Linked DNA regions of Muntiacus reevesi: region 2 is linked to region 1. A link is a contact called in public Hi-C data. All regions are on one chromosome and are shown on one strand. The core of a region is the stretch at or near the end of the contact, and the rest is flanking DNA. Distances in the headings are between cores, read along the strand shown. Region 1 holds the start of SMG7 (SMG7 nonsense mediated mRNA decay factor). Region 2 holds the start of ARPC5 (actin related protein 2/3 complex subunit 5).

The links. Hi-C and Micro-C count contacts between places; a contact is called where the count stands out from the background.
Region 2: a Hi-C map of muscle shows a contact between it and region 1, with 5 times the contacts expected there. The contact joins the promoter of ARPC5 here to the promoter of SMG7 in region 1. A contact is called at or near these places in 2 of 3 Hi-C or Micro-C datasets (blood and muscle).

What each region holds. Positions count from the first base shown.
Region 1 is chr5:109,790,956-109,796,760 of mMunRee1.1, forward strand. It overlaps SMG7 (SMG7 nonsense mediated mRNA decay factor), which reads left to right and starts at 3,391. Exons shown (of 23, transcript XM_065936182.1): 1 at 3,391-3,568. It overlaps NMNAT2 (nicotinamide nucleotide adenylyltransferase 2), which reads right to left and starts at 3,779. Exons shown (of 15, transcript XM_065936184.1): 1 at 3,404-3,779; 2 at 408-540.
Region 2 is chr5:109,944,589-109,950,393 of mMunRee1.1, forward strand. ARPC5 (actin related protein 2/3 complex subunit 5) reads right to left here and starts at 3,181. Exons shown (of 4, transcript XM_065936187.1): 1 at 2,672-3,181; 2 at 459-605. The coding sequence starts at 2,926. It overlaps RGL1 (ral guanine nucleotide dissociation stimulator like 1), which reads left to right and starts at 3,388. Exons shown (of 19, transcript XM_065936188.1): 1 at 3,388-3,791.

The DNA.
Region 1 (5,805 bases), core at 2,141-4,640:
GGTAGGATGAAACAAAATGAAACAGCTTGTCTTCTATAATTTCTTTTAGTTTCGATGTAACCTTTTCCGGCAGGGGGAACAAGGTGAATAATATTGCAAGAAGATGGTTGTATTCTACAAACCTGTTGACGGGGGCCAGTAGAAAGAAATGAAATTGGAAAATGTACATTAAGCAATATATAAACTTGGATCATAATTTTTCTGAATCCCACTGACTTTAAAGTTACTTTCAAGATGGGTATCAATGTTCTATAAACTGTAAAATGTAAATATTACTATTCTATCTGGTTTGTAGACACTAAAGCTACTGAAGAGTCTTGAAAAATTCTTAGGAAAGCTGCTATAAAATACAAACATGGCTTATATGTCTGAACTTCATCAGCACACTTAAAGCACTTTCTTCTTACCTTAACAGCCACACCCATAATATTGCATGCAAATCACATCTCTACTCTCTGGTATCTCTACCAAAAGGTGGGCTCCTCCCAGACAAGGAACATGTCTCTTCCACAGTGGTATCCATAGTAACCTGGACAGCGTCTGAAATATAATAAATGCTCAGTAATGTTTATTAAACAAACAACAAAAAGATTCATTTTTCCGATCCCAGTTTTCAAAACGAGAAGATCCTAATATTTTTCTAGATTGCTTGTTAGGTGTTATGATATGTGCCCATATACTGTTGACTGGACACAGGAGACATAGACATAAACGATGTTATTATGGTAATTACTAAGGGGGTGGTTATTTTACATAATATAAAATTTTTATTCTGACTAAGATCTTTTAAAAAATCTAACCAATAAATTTCAGAAAGGAAATCTATGGTATTTTAGGTACTGTGTGCTTATGTGCTCAGTCGCTTCAGACTGTGACCCTATGAACTGTAGACCGCCAGGCTCCTCTGTCCATAGTATTCTCCAGGCAAGAATACTAGAGTGGGTTGCTATTCCCTCCTCCAGGAGATCTTCCCGACCAAGGGATCGAAGCCATGTCTCTTATGTCTCCTGCACTGGCAGGCAGATTCTTTACCGCTGAGCCACCGAGGAGACACATTTTCGGTACTATGTAGCAGTAACCTCCATCCTTGGGCTCGCAGGTTGAAGAAAAGTCGGATTCTAAAGCAGAGATGAGAACAATCTTTCACTAGGTGTCTCTCTTCCCCATGAGTGGGCGGCCTCTCGGTGGGAGGAGGGACGATAGGGGGCATTGTAAGGCTGCAATCAAACCGCGTGTCACACCACATCACAGTAGACGCTTGCAGCGCAAGGGGGCATAGTTCAGTTTCTATTTTGTTAATGATAATCTGTCCTTGGGACTTAATTTCAAGCAGCTTGCACTTTCATTTCCTCCAAACTTACACATAAACATTGGTCCAGTCTTTTAATAGGTGAGGTGCGGTCTCGAACGGATTTTGACAGTGCCTCTTCACCCAGCATTAAAGAATCAGGTATCCCAACCGAGTCAAAAGAAAATAGCCCCTTAAAATTCTGATTTTAACCATGAAATGAGGCCGGCATTCCTGGAGGGGTTTATCCGTTACACATCCTAAATTACTTTGGGAGAGCTCCATAATACCAATGGAAAATATAATTTGTAAAATGCTAAATAATTCTTTCAAATCACTAGGATGACAACTTCTCCAGCTACTTACCACACTTCATATTATGAAGAACCCATTCGTTAGTGTGCTTTTTTTTTTTTTTTTTGCCTCAAACCTGAGATAAAATAAACATAATAATCATTCAAAAAGATTGGGTCTAAGAATTAAAATCCATTTCCTAGAAACCTTTTATTGGAACTTCGCCCAAGTATCTGTTTTATTGACACCATCTTACCCAATGCGTTCCTCTCCAACCCAAAAGATACATAGTGACGAGTTCTAAAACACTGCAGACAGACGAGAGAAGAAGGAAATTTGAAGAGGAGCAAGGAAATGGGACGTCTGCTTTTGATAAGCAACGGGGACTCCCACTGGGGGAGGGGTGCCTCTCAGAGGGATGGCGGCCCTGAACTTCGCACCGTGTCCCCTGCCCTAAGCGCTGGAAAAACCACTTGTCAGCCTTCCAAGATGAGTTCCCACCCCCACTCCGACCTCCTCGTGGCAGGAGATGGCTCGTGAAGGCCGCGCGGGGAACTCCCGAGGAGGCTCCGTCGCCGAGTGCGATTGTGGGGTGGGGTCTGGGGGGATTTCTGTGAGGGGCCGACCCGCTGGGGAAAGTCGGATGTCCCAGTCGGCAGAAGAGGGATCTCGGCAGTCGTGTGCCGTTCTCCTCCCTCAGGGACCCCGTCCTGGCGGGACCCCGCCTCCCAGAGCCCTCCCGGTGATGGGGAAACCCCTGGCCCGCCTCGCAGCCTAGCGCCGCCGCCTCGCCCAGTCGGCTCCAGCCCGCCGCCCACCAGCCTTCAGGCCCGGCATCTTCTTCATAGGCCCGGCCCTCCCCGCGTCCGTCACGGAGAGGAAAACTATGGAGGCGGTTCCCGCCCGCAGGCGGGTGGAAAAGCCCACGGTGAATGCCTCGGGGTCTCCCCCATCGCTGCGGGAAAGGGAAAGGGAGGAGAAAATCAACCTCACTGCCCAGGAGAACTATCCGGATTCCCAACCTGGGGGAGGCCTTTAAGATGGAAGGGAAGCCGAGGGGAAACCCTAGGCACTTTTCGGGGAATCCACTAAGCCAAGGGAGGGTCATTCAGCCTCACACATTGGTTACTATGACAATACAGCTACAGCTTCCAGTTGCCTTGGCAGCTGCTTATCCAATCCGATTGGTTTCTTTTCTCTCCATCCCTGGGCTCCACCCTAACCCCTACAATAGTGTCCCTGCGTGCAGAGGGAGGGGCCCCAGAAAAGAGGAGGGGGTCCTTAGCGTCACTCTAGAGCGCGAGGGTGGACCAGAGACGAGGGACTGGGGGGCCGGAACTGTAAGAGGAAGAGGCGGCGTTTCCGGTCGGGAAGCGTGGAGGAGTGGAAAAAAGGAAGAGCGAAATCGGACGGAGTGGAAAGACGGGGGAAGACTTTGAGTGTAACTCCCGATTGATTTGGGCTCGATGTTCCCGGTGAGGCTGGGGTTGCCCCCTCGCGCGGGAGGAGAGAGGTGGGTTGGCCGGAAGCCACCAAGCGCCTCCAGTGGGCCACTCAGCAGCCGCACAAGCGCCGCACGGCTAACTGATCCCAAGAGGGAGCGCTACAGAGAGGCGGAAATCACCCGGAGGGACCGGCGCCGCTGAAATCTCGCGAGAGACCCCCCCCCGCACTTCCTTCCTCTGCTGTCCCTCTTTCCCCCGCCCCCATCCCTTCTCCCTTTCCCTCCCCCCTTCCCGGGTCGGAGTGTCCCTGCGCCCCAAGGGCCGGAGCAGCAGCGAGAGCAGCTTTCCCCGCTCCCTCCCCCCTCGCCTCACTCACCCCCACCCCCGCCGAGCGAGGAGGAGCCGGAGGAGAGGAAGATGGCGGCGGCCGCCAGCACCCGTGGTGCCGCGGGGCCGCTCCGAGGAGCCTGAGAGACGCGCAGAGGCTTCGCGGGAAGACGCGGCGGCGGAGGATGAGCCTGCAGAGCGCGCAGTATCTCCGGTGAGTGTGGAGGCCGGCCCTGTACGGAGCGGGGGAGCGGGCCGAAGGTTGGGGGCATGGAGCAACAGACACAGAGGTGGTACGTCCGGGGCGGCGGGGGAGTTGCTGTGTCCTCTCTTTTCCCGGCTGGGAGGCGGGGGCTGCGAGAGGCTCGGCGGGAGGGGGCGGAGCGGGCACACACTTGGGTGCCTACCCCCCTCCGCGGGCCGGGCTGAGTTCCCGCGGAGCTGGCTGGTCTCGGTGCGGGGAGGGAGGTTAGGGAAGCGTGAGAATGTGTGTGTGTGCGCGCGCCCGGGGTCGCGGGCTCGCTGGCGAGTCGGGGCGGGGAGGCGCCCGGGGAGGCGGCGGCGACCCCGAATGGAGGTGGGTGTGGAGGAGTCTGATGTGTGGAGCAGTCTGATGCCGGTGGCGGGGAGACGTGGTGTGGTTGTGGAATTGACTTGAGCGATGCCTGGGGAAAAGGCCAGGTGGAAGTCTGCACACCTGGGGTGTGTGGGGAGGCCGGGGAGGGAGGCCTAAGGAGGGGGAGGCCGCCGGAAACTGGAGTTTGTTCATCGTTCTGGGGTTGGAAGTACTGAGAAACAATGTCATCTGTAGTTAGTTGGTGGGGTGGGGGTAGGGGGCATAAAGAAGGGAATGGATGAGGAAGTGAGGAAACAGAGAGGTAGTACGGCCGGGGTTGGATTCCCCAGAAGAAACTGGGTTAGGATCCGTCGGAAGATACCATTCGGAGAGTCGTGTAGATACATTAAGAGTGGTGTAAAGAACTTGTATGTCGAGGTAGAGTGACGCATGGGTGCAGAGTGAGAGAGTGTGATGTTTATCAGGGGAGGGTTAAGGGGGAGATTAATACACAGTGGAGAAGGAAGATGCAGACTGGAACCAAGTAAATGGTGTCGAGAGCGTATTGCACCAGCTATTGTGCAGCTTGGAAGGTTCCATGGAAGCAGAATAAGAACTTGAAGGTAGAGATAAATGGGGGTCAAGATCCTGATGGCACAGGAAAAGAAGATTGTTAAGAGCCTAGAACTTAGTGGGGAGTTGCCACTGCGTAGAAAAGGGGAAGGACAACCCTGAAACAGGTCATTTTGTCTTTTAGTAGCAGAACTAAGAATTGCAAGCTTATGGTAAAATGATTTTAAAAGTGGTTTCATACCTCGTGGAGGAGGGAATTGGATGGGGTAGTAGTCTGAAATGAGCAGAAAAGTCATTTTAGCCATTTAGTGAAGTGAAAGTATTGGTGTGTGAGTGGATCCCTGCAAGAAAGGTTTATAGTTAAGTGCTACATGAGGGTAGCTATTCTACTTTTGAAGGTAGTAATCGTTTTATTAAGCAGTGTGTGTAGAGGAGAGAAGGATGAGATCTTTCAAGTATGGTGGAATGCCTGAGTTTAACTGACAGCATGTATGCCCAATGACTGCGTGGTAGGTAGGTGGAATCATTGGGATATTTCAAGGTGCTTTTTCTCTTTTATTATCCCTTTGTTGTTTAACATATCAGATAAGCTTAATAAATACAACTACAGTGAAGGTGTATGATAGATGCTGTAGAGGAGAGATATGGAAACTGTCAGGACAGTCCTTAGTTTTAAGGAATTTGCAAGTTAGTATATAATAGGCAAGTAAACTATGGTAAGGATCATAGAAGATACCAAGTGTATGAGTCCAAAGGCAGATTACAGGAGCAGTTGGGGTGAATCAGGAAAAGCTTCCTTTATTTCCTCATTCATACACATGATTCATCAGTCATTTTGGTGATCACCTATATGGGAGGCATTGTACTAACTACTAAGGCTATGAAGGTAAGACTCCACCCTCTTCTTAAAGAGTTTGCAGTTTGCTAGGCTTCAAGGAGAAAACAGCACTTAAATTGGACCTTAAGGATAAACAGTATTCTGAGAAGTGTGGATTGTGAAGGAGGAATCCATATGAAGGAAACTGAGCAGAGATACATAGAAAGGAGGACTGGGCTGTGGGGGAAGTATTCAGTCTAGTTAAACATAAGTATAAGGTGATGCAGCTGGAAAAACTTAACAGTTTCATAGATTAAGTTTGACCCCTTCTTTTTACAGATGAAGAGAGCGTAACCCCCAAAAGTTATAATTATTGAGGATCATACAGTTGGTTTGTGGAAGCAAAAACTCAAATATAGGTCTTCTGACTCTAGACCAGCTATGCTGTGTGTAGCATGTCTCAATTCACCCATTCTTCCCACGAATATGTCTTGAGAGATTGCTG
Region 2 (5,805 bases), core at 1,931-4,430, 150 kb after region 1:
ATAGCAACAACAAAAAGTAATAATTATCTATGGGTGTGGGGTTATGATTACTTTTTTATTCCCCCACATTTCTCAGTTTTCAATAATATTTAACAGAATTAAATATTAGAATTTAATTCTATGAGAATTGTAGAATTTTTAAAAATCTTTCAAAAGCAAGTAGCATGTGTTTATTTTGTGAAAGTTTCACTTGTTCTTCAAGTCTTTGCTCAAATTCACCCTGAGTGGCCTCCTTTAAAAACACACAGATCTCTCCGTCATTAGAACTTAAGTCTACCTACCACGAAGTGTTATCACAACTCAATGTTGAGGCACTAAGTTTTTATATAGATTTTCCACCTATCATACTACATTGTAAGCTCTTCTGTGTCAAAGATGGCAAACAGTTAAGACACTTTGGAGGGTTCTGGTAAGAAGACTGAGATACCAACAGAGATCGCGTGTAGTCTGTGACTCACCTTCACTGCCTGGCTCTTGGTGTTGATGGGGGGGTTTTTCAGAGCTGCCTGTAGGGCAGCTGTCATATTCCCTGTGATGGAGGTTAAGGGGATAGCGGCAAAGGCCAGCCCACAGGAAAGCACTGTAACGCCCAGGAACCACTGGTTCTTAAGATTTGATGTCATGCATGGAAAGAAAAATTACTATGGTTGCTACGTTCAATACTGGAAAATTCAACATGTTCGTTTCAAGGATGTCAATCAAAGGTAAAATACTGAAAATGAAAGAGAGCATTAAATTTTTAAAAAATAAGGCAAAAACTGTTTCACCCTTGGCTCTAATTATTAACTGAACACCTTAATAACCTTTCATTTTCCAGTAAAACACATGTGCAAACATTATCCAGGGTGATATTTTAAAAAATTCTAAAATATATATCAGAATTATTTAGGCCCCCAAATGAAACAGCCTGTCCGCCTATCCTTTAATTAGAATTATATTCTGTATTTATTGAAATGCTGGTAGAAAAGTGCTGGCAGATTACTCTACCAATCTGAATGATATACATTAGCAACCTCTCAATATTGATGATAAGAAGCATTACAGAAGATAAAATGATGACCTGTAGGTGGCAGCTTAATTTTTCTGTTTTTTAATATTTCTTCTCATATTTCATAAAGGCCATTCAAACTGCTTTAGGCCACACCTATTAAATTTAGTCCTGCTTTGAAAGCACCAGTGAGTTAGCAAGAATGAGGAACAGAAGGCCAATCACACTGTCAGAATGTACAGTCATTGCCCTAAAAGGAAAACCTCAGAGTTCACTTGTTCCTCCATCTGTACTGCCTGATCAGGGCTTGTCTCTTCTTGTTGAAACAAGAAGAGACAGTATCTTTATATTTCAAGACGAACTGATTTAAAAGCAGATCCACTATACAGATACAGCAATACCATGGAAGAGTCATCACACGTCACCTAAAAAAAGTTAGTCTCACAAAACATCATTTATGCATCACGAAGAATGTTTTTACACAGGATAATCTTCACCACTTATGTTCTAAAGAAAAAGGTCTGACTAAAAAAACTATGGTTGGTGGCGGGCTGTTATTTTCCAGGCTTAATGGACTTCTAGAGAAGCATGCCATTTGCAGATTGGCTCACTTATGAGACCGCTCCCCTCCACCCCAAACACTTAACTATTTTAAATAATGCAAAACAGCAACAGCTGATTGTGAAAGTCAAGGAAATCAAAGAAACATCTGTATGTTGATAAATGTTTAATGCTGTATTTTATGTGCCTGTAAGACCAGCTGTGGCTGCTACCAAATATTTTCACTCATGTATTTCCCCATTTAATTTAATAGGCCACTGATGAGGAAAGTCTAAAGAGCCTTCCTAATCTTATGAATACACCCAAGAATAATTAGAAATGAGCGAATTCAGTAACTGAGAATCTCTAAAACGACAGCCTTGGTTATTGCAACATTTACATTTTTCCGAAAAAAGATCTGAGGCAAATACTCCTTCAAAGTTATGAATATTCAAATATGCAAAACCCACACCAGGAACTGACAGCCACACTTTAACTTAACGGAAACGATTCCAGCATTACAAAATGATTCGGTTCTGTACAAATGATTCACCTTCTCCTATGTTATTCTTTGGGGTTTATTTAAAATATTTCCAGGGATTCTCTACATGCATTTTCCGTCTAGCAGGTAAAACGCTTCCAGCTTCTTTCTGGGCAGTTTTGTACTCATTCCCTTTCCCCTGGTTAACCAACTCTGTGCAACCTGTATTTTGTCAAATCGCTTCCTCTTAAAAAAAAGAAAAGAAAAAACAAAGCGCCCACAGGCTTAAAAAGACAGACAGAAGGCCCTCAATTTTGCAAGCCGCCCCATCTCTCCCGGCGTGAAATAACGCTGCCACAACAATACCACCACAATAAAAAGAAAATCACTGAAGAAAAATGCCCGCTCCTCCCGACCGGACGTGGGTGCTAATGAAAACCCGGTAAATACGACCTGAGAGGACCACTTAAGCACTCTGCAGCTGCCCGACAGACCAGCACCAGCGCCGCGAGGGCGCGGCCGTCGCCGCAGGTCCCTGGGAGGCGAGAACTCCGGGCGCAACCTGAGGAATCGGGGGCGTGGACGGCGCGCTGGGAAGGCAAGTTTCCGAGGGCGGGACCCGGGGGTCTCGGGAGAAAGGAAGAGCCCTCCTGCCCACTCACGACAGGAAGCCCACGGAGGCGGGGGTCCCCGCCCTCACGCCCTGCCCGCAGCGGGGTCCCGGAAGAGGGGCCGGGTCGGGTGGGGCGCGGAGGCCAGCGAACTGAAGGATATTGCCGCAGGCAGGAGTCCACCTCGCCCTCGTCGGGCCCGGCCTGCCCGTCGCCCCCGTCTTCCTCGTCCACGAACTTGTTCTCGTCGTACTCATCCACGTCCACCTTCCGGAACCGGGCCGACGACACCGTGTTCTTCGACATCCCCGCTCCGGACCGGTGGCCGAGGCCTCCTCTCGACGCTCCCTCGACCTTAGCAAGCCCAGCCCCAGCTGGAAGCCACAGACTGGCGGCTCCACTTCCCTCTTCCGCTCAGAGGCGTAGCCGGCAGCCGCGTCTCGGGTGGTTCTGGGCCTGCGCGCTGGCCGCGCTCCTTCCTCCTCAGGCTCGCGCCTTCCTCGACCCTCCTACGCCGCCCCCACGCGCCCCACAGCAGGGCGCGCCGGGGCGGTAGCGCGCTGGACGCAGCGCGCATGTGCGAACTCTCTGCGGGAAAGGGGCGGGGCAGGGCGACAGAGGCGTGGGCGGGAGGGGGCGGGGCAGGAGGGAGGGCCGAAAGCAGTGCCGCCGGCAGAGGTAAGAGGCGATTGGTCCTCCGGGTGCGTCACGTGAGCGCTAGGGGGTTTCCATAGAAACGCTTCTCTGCGGTCCAGTGTGGGGGGGGGTCTTAGGTTGGCGGCGATGGGCGCTGGGGGCGGGTGGCCTTGGCTTTGCTGCCGCCGCCGCCGTCAACAGCCTGTCATCGGGGTCCTGCCTAAGGTCCGGCTGGCACGGACTTGCCCGTGAGCTGGGATGGATTGGTTGCCGGACCAAGTCTCCTGCAGTTGGCAGGAGTATGGGGCGGAGTGATGCACGCCCAGTCGCTCAGCATCGTTCGAGTTGTCAGAGACCTCGCTTCGGACCGTGTTCTCCCCGTGGCTTCGTTCCCGAGCCCGGAAGCCCCTTTCTCCGGTGTGGAACTACGCTGCGCGGCCAGCTTGAGGTCCCCAAGGACGGAGTCGAAAGGTCACATCTTATCTGTCAGTGCTGTGTAATGGCAAGCGACTGCACCTGCAGAACTCGAACCTAGGTATCATAAATTAGGGAGGAGCGGGAGGTGTCTGGGCAGGGTCTAGGGTCCGGTGGCAGGACTGGGATGAACCTGTGGAATTTGGGGTAGGGTCAGCCATTGACATCTTAAAATAAGTGGTTATTTGGAGCAAGAATGCTAGAAAAGGGTAGGGACGAGTTACACTCTGGCTCTGAGGCGAAACAAAATGTGTAAGGATTAGTTCAAACAAGATCTTTAAGATTTATCTTTATGGCTTAAGATGTACATGATCCTCCTAAGGCCAGCTTTTTATTGTATTTGACACCCCAGTTTCTGCGAGCAAAGCTCTCACTGAGCAGGTAAGAGCCCTAAAGCACTAAATCTGAGGAAATGGTAGTTGGGTGGTGTGTCTAACACTGAAGTACAAATTTGCAAAATAAAATTAATTTGGATATTTATCAGGTTTAGTTTAATTCCACCTCTAGCTGAAGGCAGGCTGCTGCCCTGTTAAATACCTCAATCCTTGTTTTCCTGTGCTGTAGTTGAAAATAGCACTAGGTTTAGAACCAGAAAACCTTGGCTTGAGTCTTGATTCTTCCTTCCACTTCCTATTGATTGAGGCAGGTCATTTAAAATTCTGAATGTCAAGTTCCTCATTGCTAAAGTGGGGCTAATAATGTGTACTTAACAATATTGTTCTGAGGGTTAAACACAAGAAAGTGTTTGAAACTCTAAAATTGTGCATCAATGCAATTTGCATGTTATCTATACCATTGATTTTGGTACTAGTTTTATAAATTGCTTAATGATATATTGTGTTATATCTTGCCCCTGGAAGATATAGAAAAATTCTGGAGGGCAGAGACTGTCTTATTTCTTTTCTTTTTTCGAATTGAAGTACAGTTGATTTACAATGTTGTGTTAGTTTCTGGTGTACAGCAAATGATTCAGTTATACATACATGTTGTATCTTCCTTTATATCTGACATACAACTGAGCATGCAGAAGGTACTCGATACAGACACTCAATTATTTATTGATGAATGAATAAACGTGAAAGGCAGTACAGTTTGAGGGTCACACTGAGAATAATGAATCAGAAAAAAGAGGAAGAGAGATCTCAAAGTCAAACCTTTGTTGGACATGTATACATATGTGTGTATATATAGCTGTATCTATATCAATTTGTATCTATATACATATGTATGCAGAGATAGACAGGTAGACAGTTGGATGGTAGGTAGATACCTCCAGAATGGAATGCACCCCTTTTTCTTGGGAGGAAGAAGCAACATGGCATTTTCTTTTCACAGTTGAATTACCCTCAATAAGATTATCATTAAGTGATAGAAGTGACATTTATTGAAATCACCACTCAAGTTATGCGCCAATACACTGCTAAAAACTCCCTCAAGGGCTGTCTTAAGACAGCCAAGGAAAATTTTCTACCTGTTGGCAATATTTATTTTAAAAAGTCTTATACCAAAGTATCAGATCATTACTATGGTGAATGGCATTACATAACCTAGAATAAAGATTAAAAAAAATTTTTTTTCTGAGTTTAAATCTTTGGTGACTTTAGTAAGAACTGAATAATATACTTGTTTAAATGCTAAAGATGGTTGTACTTTTTGGTTTTGTAAATCATGATTTTCTTTGAAGAGAAAATTGAACATTAGAAGCATATTTGAGAGCAAATGGAAACAAGAATTCAAGAACTAATACATCCCTTCTCTTCCATTTCTATTCTAAATAAGTAGGGCTTATTTAGGAAATTTCTTTATTCTCTTTTTTTAGAATTGGGAAAGAACACGAGAGTGGAAATCAACTTAAGGGAATAGTGAGGGGAATTTTAAAACTCAAGTTGTTCAAGGGTATAATTGTTTTGAATTTTGCTCTGTGTGTTAAATGTGTTAAATATAATTAATTAGTTCTCAGTCACATAGTGCATATTACATTTCAGATATAATGTTTAAAATGTACTTTTCCAGTGGGTATTTTTTGTTGTCTCACAATGATAAATACCTAGTCCACAGTGGGTGCTCAACACATT